Regions from separate parts of the Columba livia genome. Here region 1 is linked to region 2. A link is a contact called in public Hi-C data. All regions are on one chromosome and are shown on one strand. Each heading gives the region's core, a stretch centred on a gene start, on an enhancer-like site or on the middle of the called end of the contact. The rest is flanking DNA. Distances are from core to core; before and after follow the strand shown. Region 1 has its middle 64 kb from the start of ALX4. Region 2 holds the start of CD82 (CD82 molecule).

The links. Hi-C and Micro-C count contacts between places; a contact is called where the count stands out from the background.
Region 1: a Hi-C map of liver shows a contact between it and region 2, with 1.7 times the contacts expected there. The contact joins the enhancer-like site here to the promoter of CD82 in region 2. A contact is called at or near these places in 2 of 2 Hi-C or Micro-C datasets (crop and liver).

Annotation. Positions count from the first base shown.
Region 1 is chr5:44,629,912-44,636,066 of bColLiv1.pat.W.v2, reverse strand. No RefSeq gene overlaps it. Among named protein-coding and RNA genes, the nearest start is that of ALX4, 64 kb to the left of the region's middle. Within about 2 kb of position 4,011, at least 1 of the 3 cell types and tissues checked has an H3K27ac peak away from gene starts, as active enhancers do.
Region 2 is chr5:44,532,115-44,537,433 of bColLiv1.pat.W.v2, reverse strand. CD82 (CD82 molecule) reads left to right here and starts at 2,082. Exons shown (of 9, transcript XM_065064761.1): 1 at 2,082-2,216.

The DNA of each region.
Region 1 (6,155 bases), core at 2,762-5,261, 97 kb before region 2:
CTGATGAACTTTTTTTCTGTAAGTTTAATTGAGCTAAAAGCCACCAATCTAGCCCAGTCTCCTGCCAGAGTGCAACCCCAGCTTAGCCAGTCATTTCCTTTTGACCTTCCTAAGTAACTGCTGTAGCTGCCTCCTGTAAGCCCCCTCCAGGTTGAGCTGCCTGTGCACCAAGAAGCAAAGCCCTGCTCTGATATGACACAGCTGCATAACCTTGACTCAGACTGCTGAGGAAGAGCTGTAAGAAAGTCTGAGAGATAAAAAAAGTAAAATTACTGGCTGAGGTAGCACGGTTGAGATGGGATCACACATAGCTCAAGAATTCAATAGGGAAAGCACCACCATGAAACACATAAAACCCCAAAGCAAAAAACCCAACAAACAAGCAAAAACCTAGGGAGGCTTGTGAGGAATTGTAGGATCTCTGTGTGGAGAAGTCAAAGTCGTCAGTGCCAGTGGAGCCAGCGGAAGATGGCAACTGAGCAATGCAGAGGAGGTAGTTCCCAGGAGCTGCAGAGGCCAACCCAGCCCCTCCTGGCTGGTCCCTGCCTGCTCAGTCAAGACTCTGTGTGCTCTCTCAGGGTCGTGGGCAAGCTGATGCTTACCCTAATGGCTTATTAAATCCAGCGATCCTCTCTGCAAGTCGATAAATGATCGTGTCACATTCCTAAGCTGTGTATATTCTGCTGTGCCTGGCTCCAAGGAGGGGTTACCACCAGGTGTCTCCATTTGGTAGGTGGAGAAGAGGAAACGGCTGGGGCGAGAGTTCTGGTGGACAGAGCTCTGCAGGGTGCTGAGGCACAGTGTCAGCCCCAGAGCCCGGAACGTGAGCTGTGGGAACCGGGAGAGCAGTGCCAGTGCTCTGCTCTCCATATGGCTCCCAGCCTCTGTGCGAAGAGCACAGGATAACTGTGAACACCCAGTGGATTTGTCAGAACTTCCCCACCTCAGAGGGGTGCATTGTGAAAATTAATCAGTTTGTGTTTGACTTTTTAACTTGGCACTCCCTCAATAACTTCTTCACACACAAACCCACAATAAACTAATTAGGCCTATTTCTCTGACAGGCTGTTAAAGAAGAAAGAGAAAAAGGATGTGTCTAAAAGGCTTGAAAGACAATATTGGATACATACGCCAAGTAGCAAAATGCATCAGTAGCTCTTTAAATTCCTTCACTCTGAAGCTCTGATGAACAGAAATAGCAAATGAATGGCTTCCAGAATTGATGGGAAATAGTTCTTGTTGCTGTTTGGCTTGTGTTTCTCTTTAGGGGGTATGGAGAGCTGAAAGAGGGGGAGAGCTATGAAAGAATTAGTTTCAAAGAAATAAAGTATGTTAAGTCTCTTTTGAAATAACTTACTCGATTTGCAATATAAGGTAATAGAGGCCATGCTCACAGCTCAATTTATATATATAAATATACATACATGTATATTGTGAAGAACACAAAATAATTCCATCTGGAGAGTTGGGTATTGTCTTGCACAAAAGGCTTCTACTTGAGTCATTAATAGTATATTTTATTAAAGGAAAATTGGCTTCAAAAGTGGTTGGGAATTGTGGGAATAAAATTGGGATGAAAGTAATTATCCCTCTGCCCTGTCTCTTCCCTTGTGTTCATTTTTCTGTACCAGACACAGACAGCAACAGCAGCTCCTCTGTCTTCTGTTCCTTCCATGTTTGATCTTCTGCCTGCGCTTTCTTCTGCTGGGTCCTGGAGCCCGTAGGAATGAGGGTATTGTGTCCATATTGCATGTGATGACATGTGTTTGAACTACTACCAAGGCAGCCTGGCAAGAAGAGCTTGAAATCCATCAGGACTGAACAGTAGGCCAGGTCCCTGCTAGTGAACAGCCTGGCCACTTCTTTAAAACCCTTTGGGGATAGAAGACATAGGAAGAAAACTTGAGCCTGCTGTTACACCTTCTTTTTTCCTTCTGCCTAGAGGCTTGAGGAGGTCAGGGACAAAACAAGCATGAGCGTGTCAGCCTGGTCAGTGGCTGCAGCACGTTAGTATAAAATAGGATACAGAGGGACATGGGGAAGCAACCTGGGAAAGCCCACATCTGAATGGGTGTGTTGAGTACTGGAGAATGGTGGATCACCCCGAATGCCTTTGCAAAGAAGTGGGAAGCAACAGGTGACAACGAAGGTCTTCCTGGGCTGCATCTGGGCAAGGCATTTTGTGCTCAGCTTTGGTAGCTCACCTTGGCTGCCCCAGCCCAGGAGACAGTCAATGCAAAGGGACTGAAAAGCCATTGCCAGAATTCAAGCAGAAAGTGAGTGCAGTTCTTGGGTGGTAAAATGTCTCTGTGCTTTAATAATTAACTTGGAAAGGCTACAAAATGTTTTGTCTTTAACACAGCTAACTCTCTTTTGCTTTTAATCAATACAATGACTTATGGAGTGAAGTATCTTTCCAAAATGTCTACCCCATAGATTACTGTTCCTTGCTGAGAGGGCTGGTCATGAATTCTTGACGCTGGTGGCTTTAATTTCACCCAAAAAAACATTGCGTGTCATAATTGAGGCAATAATTAATGCTTACTGGGAATGCTGGATACTGGTTTTAAACAATAAAACCGTAAACTAATGGAGCATAATGTCACGTGGGAAAGACTATTTGGCTCAGCAAAAAACAGGGAGGAGAAAAAGGGAGAGACAGAAGAGGAAGAGTTCAACAGAAACAGTGATACCTATACGAGGCTCAAACAGAGAGGAAAGTGGGAAAAATCACTCTTCCTTTTATTAAAATAAAGTAATCCATTCAGTTAATATCAGGTCAGGACAAAAGGTTAGGGATCTTCCTGTTGTTAAACATTGCAGTTGGAACGCACTATCATAGCTAGGGGGAATATACAGCAAGTATGTAGAGAAAAAAATAATCTACACACAAAATTAAGTAATAAACAAATAAATAGAGTGTATGTTAACCTAAATATCAGTGTGCTCATCCTGTCTCTGCACTGGTATTTTTATTCCTAGCACAGTCGTACCCAGAAAAATCAAATGAGATCAAGACCCAGTTTCTCTCACTGCTGTACAGAAGCACAGTCAGAAATAGTGTATGCCTGAAGCAATTGTGTCAGCTATAGTGTATGAAGAGACTCGGTTATCTCCCTTTTACAGATGGGCAAAGTGAGGCAGAAAGGCATCAATAAACATTTAGGAATCAAATGCCTCGGTACCCTACAGACCTAGTCTTGCCTGATTTTGCCTCGGATTAAGCAGGAAGCCCACGGCAAAGCTGAGAATTGAAACCAGATCCCTGGGATACTCAGCCAGCGCCTTTTCCAAAATGCAGCTTTATATGTAAATGTGTTAGCCACTGGAAACTTTAAGTGAACTCTCATTATGTCAATTAATTTTTGCTTAATTAAACAAATCTTTTGCAAACATATGTGTGATGTTAGCCCTCTTTCTGTGTAGAAAATAAGACAGACAGCTATATGCACAGAGGGACTGGCTGGTAATTAACTTTAGTAGCATATTCATTGATCAAAAATACAGCAGCCCAGTTTTCACAGCTAGAACTGCGTTAAGTTTTGACCTTCTATGCATGGAACATCTGGATTATCTAATGCAGCCAGGGCAGCTCTATGAGGTCCCAATTATTGAGCAATATGAACTCGCTTCTCTACAACATAAAATGCAGCAGGCAACCACTTGCAACTGTGTGCCACTTGCGACCAACGTAGCCTTTATGTGTTGTCCGCAAAGGAATTTTGCAATTGTCACCATGTCTGGCAGAATCAGCTGGTTGTTTTAGGGCCAGGGCTATTAGCCAAACATGAAGCTCATGGCTAGACAGGGTCTGGAAACCCCCATGGTTGTAATCCTTCTCCAGACTACTTCTTTAATGGGGAAGCCATTGCACGGGTCTATTCCATGGCTGTCTTGTTGTGTAAGTGAGTGAGGGTCTGTTTTAGAGGGTGGCGGGAGAGACTAGGAACTTGAATTTTCTGTCTGGCCTCAATTTGATGACCCACTCCTCTAGCTGCTCTCCCTGAATGAAACTTGGATACTCTTTGTGACAAATTATGAGACTTATGGAGATGGGGGTTGTGGTGAATCTATTTACATTTTTTATGGGTTATACCTAATTAAAAAAAATGGATGGCAAGTGTAATCTGACTTGAGTATCTACAACTCTGCCTTAGGATTGAGCTAAAGATCTAAGTATTCACAGATACGGGCTAGAGCAAATTCCTCTATCCAGTCTCCTCTGTACTGACTCAGAGAGAGCAAATCAGCCCACAGGAAGCATGAAGCCCTGTGCCATGATGGCAAGACTGCTCCTGGTAGCTAAAGAAGAAAGTCCGTGTTCACTTTGGAAACCACTAACTTTACCACAGTGAAGGCTTGTTTTCACTGTGATTTACAATCAACAAATGCAACTGAAGTTAACATAATCATACCAGGACTTGAATCAGGAGCAAAACCACATCAGCATCATATGATCTATGTAGCTTTGCACATAAACTTTGCTAGAGCTGTGAAAAGACGGCATGTCACTCAGCTCATGTGTGGCTGTACAGTAACAAACACACAAAGTCTCTAGAGCATAATTTTCCTAAGCAAAGTGTAGGAATGGTCTTAATGCTGGGACATACAATTAGAGTACTTGTAGGTGTCAAATTGCTGCTGTTTATAGATGGGTATGCTAGACCCCTTCATGTGTGGCTGTAATCATATTCATCAACTGTGTGAAGGTAAAGCTGCAAACTGATGATGTTTTTGCTTGTGTTCGGTACTAGATAGGGGAGAAAAAAAAGTTCAAATTTCATAAAAATTAATATTGGATCCTGGAATATTTTGCCTTAAAATACATATTAGAGACTAATATCTTCATCAACAAACAACTATAAATGCAAGAAATTGAGAGAAGCTTTTTCCAAAATCTCCATCTGGCTGATTCCATCCTTCTCCCTTCCTTTCTGACCTTTCTCATACTATGCTAAATGAACCTTCCTATTTCTTGGTTTGGAAACATCTTCCCACATGTGTCACTTTTTTTAAACTCCAAAATAAAAATGAAGAACTATAGCACTCACTAAAACTTCAGCATAACTCCTCTTCTCAACTGATTTAAAAGGAAAATATTCTGCTCAGATCTCCTTAAATGAACTGTCAACAAAGTATGCTCCGGGCAGCCAGAATTCAGAAAAGTCACCCAGTGTGCTGACTGGGGAGTAGAAAAACAAACCAAGGAGTCGTTCCCCCAAAACAAGAGGAGACGAGCCTCGTCCCACTGGAGCAACTCTGAATGCTGAAGGTTTCCCTACGTGCCTGGCTGAGGAATCCAACCCCTCACCTCGCTAGCTTCGCCCTCAGAAAGGTTATCTTGCAATCAGAAATGTTGCGTTGCGTGACTTGGATCCATTGTTTATAGAATCGTCTAACTGACTTCATATGTATCTGGTCCAGGGAAACTGATGTTATTAAAACACAACACTAAGGCATTGAGCTCCGATAGCAGTTCAACATGAACAAATAAAGCAAGAGTTTTCCCCAAAGTAAAGCAAAGCAAGGATCCCGGCCTTCGTGTGAACTGCAGGGATGAAAGGAGGATGTGATACCATCATCTGAACGTTGACCTTTTCACTGTTGTTTCTTTTTCCAGCTCCAAGCCCCAGGCCTGGGTCTCTCCCACTCTCTTTTATCCCCTCAATCCAACCCTAGGAAAACCCTGGAGCAGGTAAGCTATAAGCTGAAAAGGTTTTTCTCATGTTTTGACTCTATTTATGGCTTTTGCAGCCTGGTCAGAGAAATGCCTGGATTGTTAGTCGTGAACTTTAACCCCCAGTATCAACTCTTCTTGAAGAAAGTTCAACAGCTATGGTTGAAATGGACACATAAACTGAAAGGTAAAAACAAACTACTTGACTATGAAGTGTTGATATCTTATCAGAAGCATCTGACATTTTTTCATACACTTTGCTCAATATTAATATCAGAATTTCTGCAATAAAATGTCTGTTATGCCTGATCAATATGGAATAATCTCACAGAAATCTCTGATACTCCTTCCCTTCGTTACAGACACATCTAACATTAAGCATTGAAAATATCAGAGAAAAACCACAGTAAGATACTGCCCATGTAGCTGTACTGGAAAATGGAAAATATTTGATGTTCCACAGAGAGGTGCCACAACT
Region 2 (5,319 bases), core at 833-3,332:
AAGCCTGACCAGATGTTTAAATTAAAGACAAAGCTTGTTACAAAGCCTATTTGACATTCTCTTTGAGAATAGGAGTGTTTTTATGAAGGCTAATTCTGCTTGAAAAGAGATAATGGTGTGCTGCCATAGCACACATAGTCCCCAAGACTGGTTGCAAATGTATTTTCAGACACTTGTCCAAATAATTCTGATGCGAAATTTGTCCTCATCTTAGATACTGACGTTTCGGCTCTTTTGGTAAGAGTGAGGAGCCTGAGCAAAGTTAGGTTTATTAGACACTTTGCAGGCCATGGATAGCCTGGTATTGCTGTGGATAGTTGCAGAAAGAGGTAACAAGACCACACCTTTAAAAGCCCCTGTGCAGGGTGAGTCATCTCACTTCCACCTTATCAACCCCGTTCTGCTTCTGCACCTTCATTTCGACCCCTTCTCCCTGGCTGAGGCTGCATGCCAACCGCAGCTGGTGAGCCTGCAGTTACCTGCAGCGTCTCAGAGAAGAGCACACAGACCGGGCTGCTCCCTGCAATGTCTGTGGCACTCAGTGAGTGGCACCTGCTCTCCAGGTGCAGTCACCTCCCGTGGCCCCTCCTGGCTCACCCTATCCAAGGCGCATGAAAGAGGATGTGATCTGTGTTTGCCCATTGCACGACCACATGCTTATCCTGCTAACAGTGTAAGATGTCTGCAGGATAATATACAGGCTAGCGGGAAGGCTACTGTGCACCGCTGCTGCAAAAATGCAGAAGGACATGTTTAATCCTGATACCAGAGGAAGAGAATGAGAGCTGCATGGAAAGGTTTGAACTGGATGGGGCACTAACTGCAAGAATTGAAACCAAGTGCATGCAACAAATAAAGCACAGCACAGAAAAGGAGCTTTAAAAATCTTTTCTTCCAAGTCTGGCAGCATGGTGAGGAATCACCTTGCAGGCACAGGAAAGATGATTGAGAGGCATCTTGGATATCAGAGGATAAAGTAAGGTGGCCATGGTACACCTGTCTCAGTACAAAGGCCAAGCTGTTTTTTTCTGTCTCCAGGAATGAGGACGGGGGCCTTGAGCTGCATGAGTTTGCTGTTCCTCCTCCTGCCAGGACAGCGGAAACCAGGAAAATGAGGAATGCTGCTTCTCAGAAAGGTGAGGGACCTCCTGGTCTTCCCTCGTTTTCAAGGCTTGCCTGATTTGGTTTTGGTATATTTGCAATAAGTATCTAAAGAAGTTCACAGTTTTGTTACTATTGGATTGCCTTATCTCAATTATTTTTACTTCTGTTCTGCCAGAAGAGAAAAGGCAGGATCCTATTGGGCTAGTTATGCCACACGCCAAGAACAAAGTGCTGTGAGCTTGCTGGCTGCTGTGCAAAGCGGATACGCTACACAGAACGGGGAAGCCCAGGGAAACAATGCAATGACACCGGTCGGTCAGCAAACAGTAGCCACATGACGCTAGCACCTCACCATCATCACATTGCTGTGATCACTGAGCTTAGCGGGATTTGGACAGGGAACAATGCAGCAGCCATGCTGATGTTTACGGGGTTTGCTAGGTCAGCAAAACTGCCCACTGGAAATATGTCTGAGTGGGTCATCAGGCTTGTTTTCACTTGGCAGAGAGCCACAGTGTGCATCTCCCATGAGCAGGCAAGCTGTGAGTGGCTTTAAATATGAAGGTGCGTATGTACGTACTTGATAAGCCGCAAAGGGAGAACCTTAGGTGAGGTGGGTGACACACCAAATACAGGGCAAACGACCCCAGAGCAGTAACTGGGCTACCTGTGCGAGTGGAGCAAGATTAACTGACCACAGCTGGAGTGGTGGCTGCCAAGGGCTAACACGGGAGCGGGGCCGACAGGAGCTCAGCTCCATGTGGAGTGTAAAACGCGGTACTTGGTTTGAGGAGTGAGTATCAACGGGATGCAGCGGCCGAGCGATAGGCCGGCCGCAAAGCGGGGCAGCAGCCGCTGAGCGGTACGGTGTGGAGCTCGGGGGAAGCACCCGGAGGATGCAGGCAGCCCCGGGCCCCGCACGGCCGCCGGCAGAGGCGCCGCCGCTCCGCAGCCTCCCCGCGGGGGCCGTGCCGGGCCGGGCTGGGGGTGGCAGTCCGCCCCGGGGGCGGCTCAGCGCAGCCGCCGGCTCCGCCCCGCCGGGCCAGGGGCAGAGCCAGGGCCACATCGGCGCAGGGAGGGAGTGGAGCGCACCGCCGAGCTGTGCCGGGCAGGTAGGCGCGCTGCGGCCGCCCGCTCTGTGCGGCGGGAGGAGAGAATGAGGGCCGGGACTCCCAGTGCCAGACCTGGCGGCCCCGCTCCTTCGGCCTGGGGGTCTCAGCTTGGCGGAGCCGGAGGCCCGTCCCGCGGGGATCTCAGCGGCGGGGACTTCCCGGGGGCTTTCCGCGGGGCGCTGGCGGCCGGGAGCGGGAGCGCCTCCCTGGGGCCCGGCGGGGAGCGAGTCCCCGGCTCGGTTAGCGCGCTTAGCGCAGCCACTTTCCGGGGCAGCCGCGGGCGGCCGGGCGGCCAGCCAGCTCTCCTGCGCACCGGGGGTCCCGCGCCTTCCCCCGCGCCGCGGTTAGTGCGGGCGCCGCGGGGAGCCCCTCGGCGGGAGAGTCCCCTTGCTCAGAGCTCACACGCGGGCTCTGTGTGTGCCCGTCCAAGCTTAAAGTGGTGGCTGAATTTTGATCTTCTTTGAGTTGCTGGTGCACGGCCTAAGAAAAAAAATCATCATAAGGTGCAGTGGACCTGATGTCATGCAGGAATGAGCCCTACAGGCCTGGTGTATTGCTGTAGAACGATTTTGGCAGGCTGAATGTGCCTCAGCTGCGTTCGGGTGAGACTGGGCTATGCTGCTGTCTTCAGCGAGACTCTGTCTTGACTGATCTCTAAGATGTAGATTAGATGCCTCTGTAGCAGTCTTACCCCTATCAGAAATCTGGTCCTGGTGCAGCCTCCTGTTTTCCTTTTTTTCTCCCCTTCTTTTTAAGAGAAGAGTTCAGAGCAATGCTTGCAGTTCAGCAGCTGGATACATGTTGGCTGTGAATTGTCCTGCAGTGCAACTGTTAACAAATCTGTTGATACAGAGGGATAAGGGCTTGTTACAAGCCGGGCATGCCATATCTGCCCTAGAGCACAGAAACTCTGCTGCGTGTGCTTTAACATAAAATGGAGCACTTGGTACAAAAAACAGAGAGGGAAAAAAAAAACCCCAACATCCTGGAATCTAAATGTTGGCTTCAGTAAACTATAAAGCTAGTTCAGGATGAAGTGTTCCTGTGTCTTGGACCAGATCTACATTTCCATCTTGTGCATGAGATGAGAGCTTGAAACTTAACTAGCTGTGTGAGGGAGGAACAGTATATTACTGCAGTGCTTGCAGAGGTGGTGGCTTGGAGGAAGACCAGCTTTTGGAGAGGTTGGTGCTGCTGCTGGTGGTAGAGGTTCACAGGAATGTTACCTATCCCAGCACTAGCGAGGCTTCTCCGTGTAGCTTCTGAAAATGCCCATGTGCTTTTGTGCAAGTGAGGGTATACAGCTGGAGAGTGCAGATTTGCTGTCAGTGATACTTCCTCTCCACACAAGACTTTCTTTTTTTTAACTTTCTCAGGCACCTTGGGCCTGAGAAAAATCCTCTTCAAAGCTTGAGGCTTGAGCCTGCTGCTGTGAGGCTTACTGGCTGCATGAGAGCCATCGAGCAGAAGTGTGTGGCTAGGATCCTTTTGGTGTACTACAAGGTCCAAGTGTAGAAACACTGCTCTGAAAATCTAGAGGGAGGTGTCTAGTGAGAAGAGCAGTCTCAGTAGTGTGCTGCTATATGCTGATGTTGAGATAAGCATATGACAAGCTGTAAAAATGACAAATTACTCACAACTTTTTAAACACTTCAAGAGCTCTCAGTGGGCAGAAAGTGTTATTGGGGGAGGAGGGCACTGGTGGTGTGGTGACTGACTGGTTCTGCAGTGTCACAGCATGGTCAGTGGCAGTCCTGCCATTGTCCCATGGCAGGACCTGTTTGTGGTTTCTACAGTGGGGTGATTTTTAACATTCATACTTTTTTCTGGTCCTTTGGCTAGAGCAAGGACTCCCACACCTACAGTTGTGCTTCTTTAAACAACAAAAAAAACCCAAAACATGGGCATTTTTCACATGGGCGAAAAGGACCTTTGCCAACTGCTCTGCAAGCCACTGTGTGGATTTGGAGTGACTCAGAGAAGTGGGTAGCCTCTCCTCACTCCTAATGCCCTCTCACTTAATACCTCTTTCATAGAAGGATCTTGCTTCCAAAGTCCCCTCACTCAGTGGAGCCTCTTTGGGCTTGGCCTTCTCTGTCCTTGCCAATGGTTCTGGGGACTGCTAGGACGACATCCTTGTCCCTTTGCTGCAGGGCAGGGGTATCTGGGTGGTCTTGCAACATTTGCCCAGCTTCTTACCTGTGTGCGAAAGGAACAGAGCAAGACGGAAGCGCAGCACCTGGAGAAAGCTCTCCCTGTGGAAATCTCCGTCCTGCTGCATGGAAGCTCCTCCCTTAAGAGGATTTAGCGGCTTTAGTGATGCGGCTCATCTGGACTCTCTTCATTACTGTTATTGTCTCTATTTTAGTTCTCAGGGGACAGGCAGGTGTAGTGTGACCTACAACTGTAAGCTGGTGCAGGAGATGCTCTAACAAGACCTTCCCGCAGTTCCATGGAGGTTTCCTGCCCCTGCTACCCAGACCACTCTCCACTTCAAGCTCCATTAAGTGAGGGGGTGTGTGTCTTCTGAAATTTCTGATCTGACTGTAGCTGAGAAAAGGTTTTATCCCTCTCCTATATCTCTGGGCCCCTGTGTAACAGCTGTAAGGCAGCAGGAGAACATCTAGGACTGCAGGTGTTCATCCAGTAAACATTTAAATCAGAGGTGTAGGTAGGAATTTTGCAGACCTCCAGGAACCACAGGTCCCGAGATGCTTTCCAACTCAAACCATGGCTTTTCAGTGCCCACTAGCACAGTGGGAAGGACGCAGCAGAGGCAAAAAGTACTTCCACAAGGACCTTGGGCACTGACAGCACAGGGTCCATTACAGGAAAGCCAGGGTGATGCTGGGAGACGGACCATGCCCCACACTATCCTAAGTGGTCATTATTGTTCCACTTACGGTGTGTGTGGTGTGGCAGCCACTTTCTTCCTGCTCTCCTTTCTGTTTCTGCTCATGGGTGAGTGGAAGGTGCCAGCCTGGGTCTGGCAGGGCTCAGGCTGCAGTTCAGTGGCTTGGAAGGCTGGAGAAGGCAGCGATGCTTCCAACAGGCCTGTGCAACAAGGGTTGATTGCAGCCTTGGTTCTTGCACTTCTTCCTCA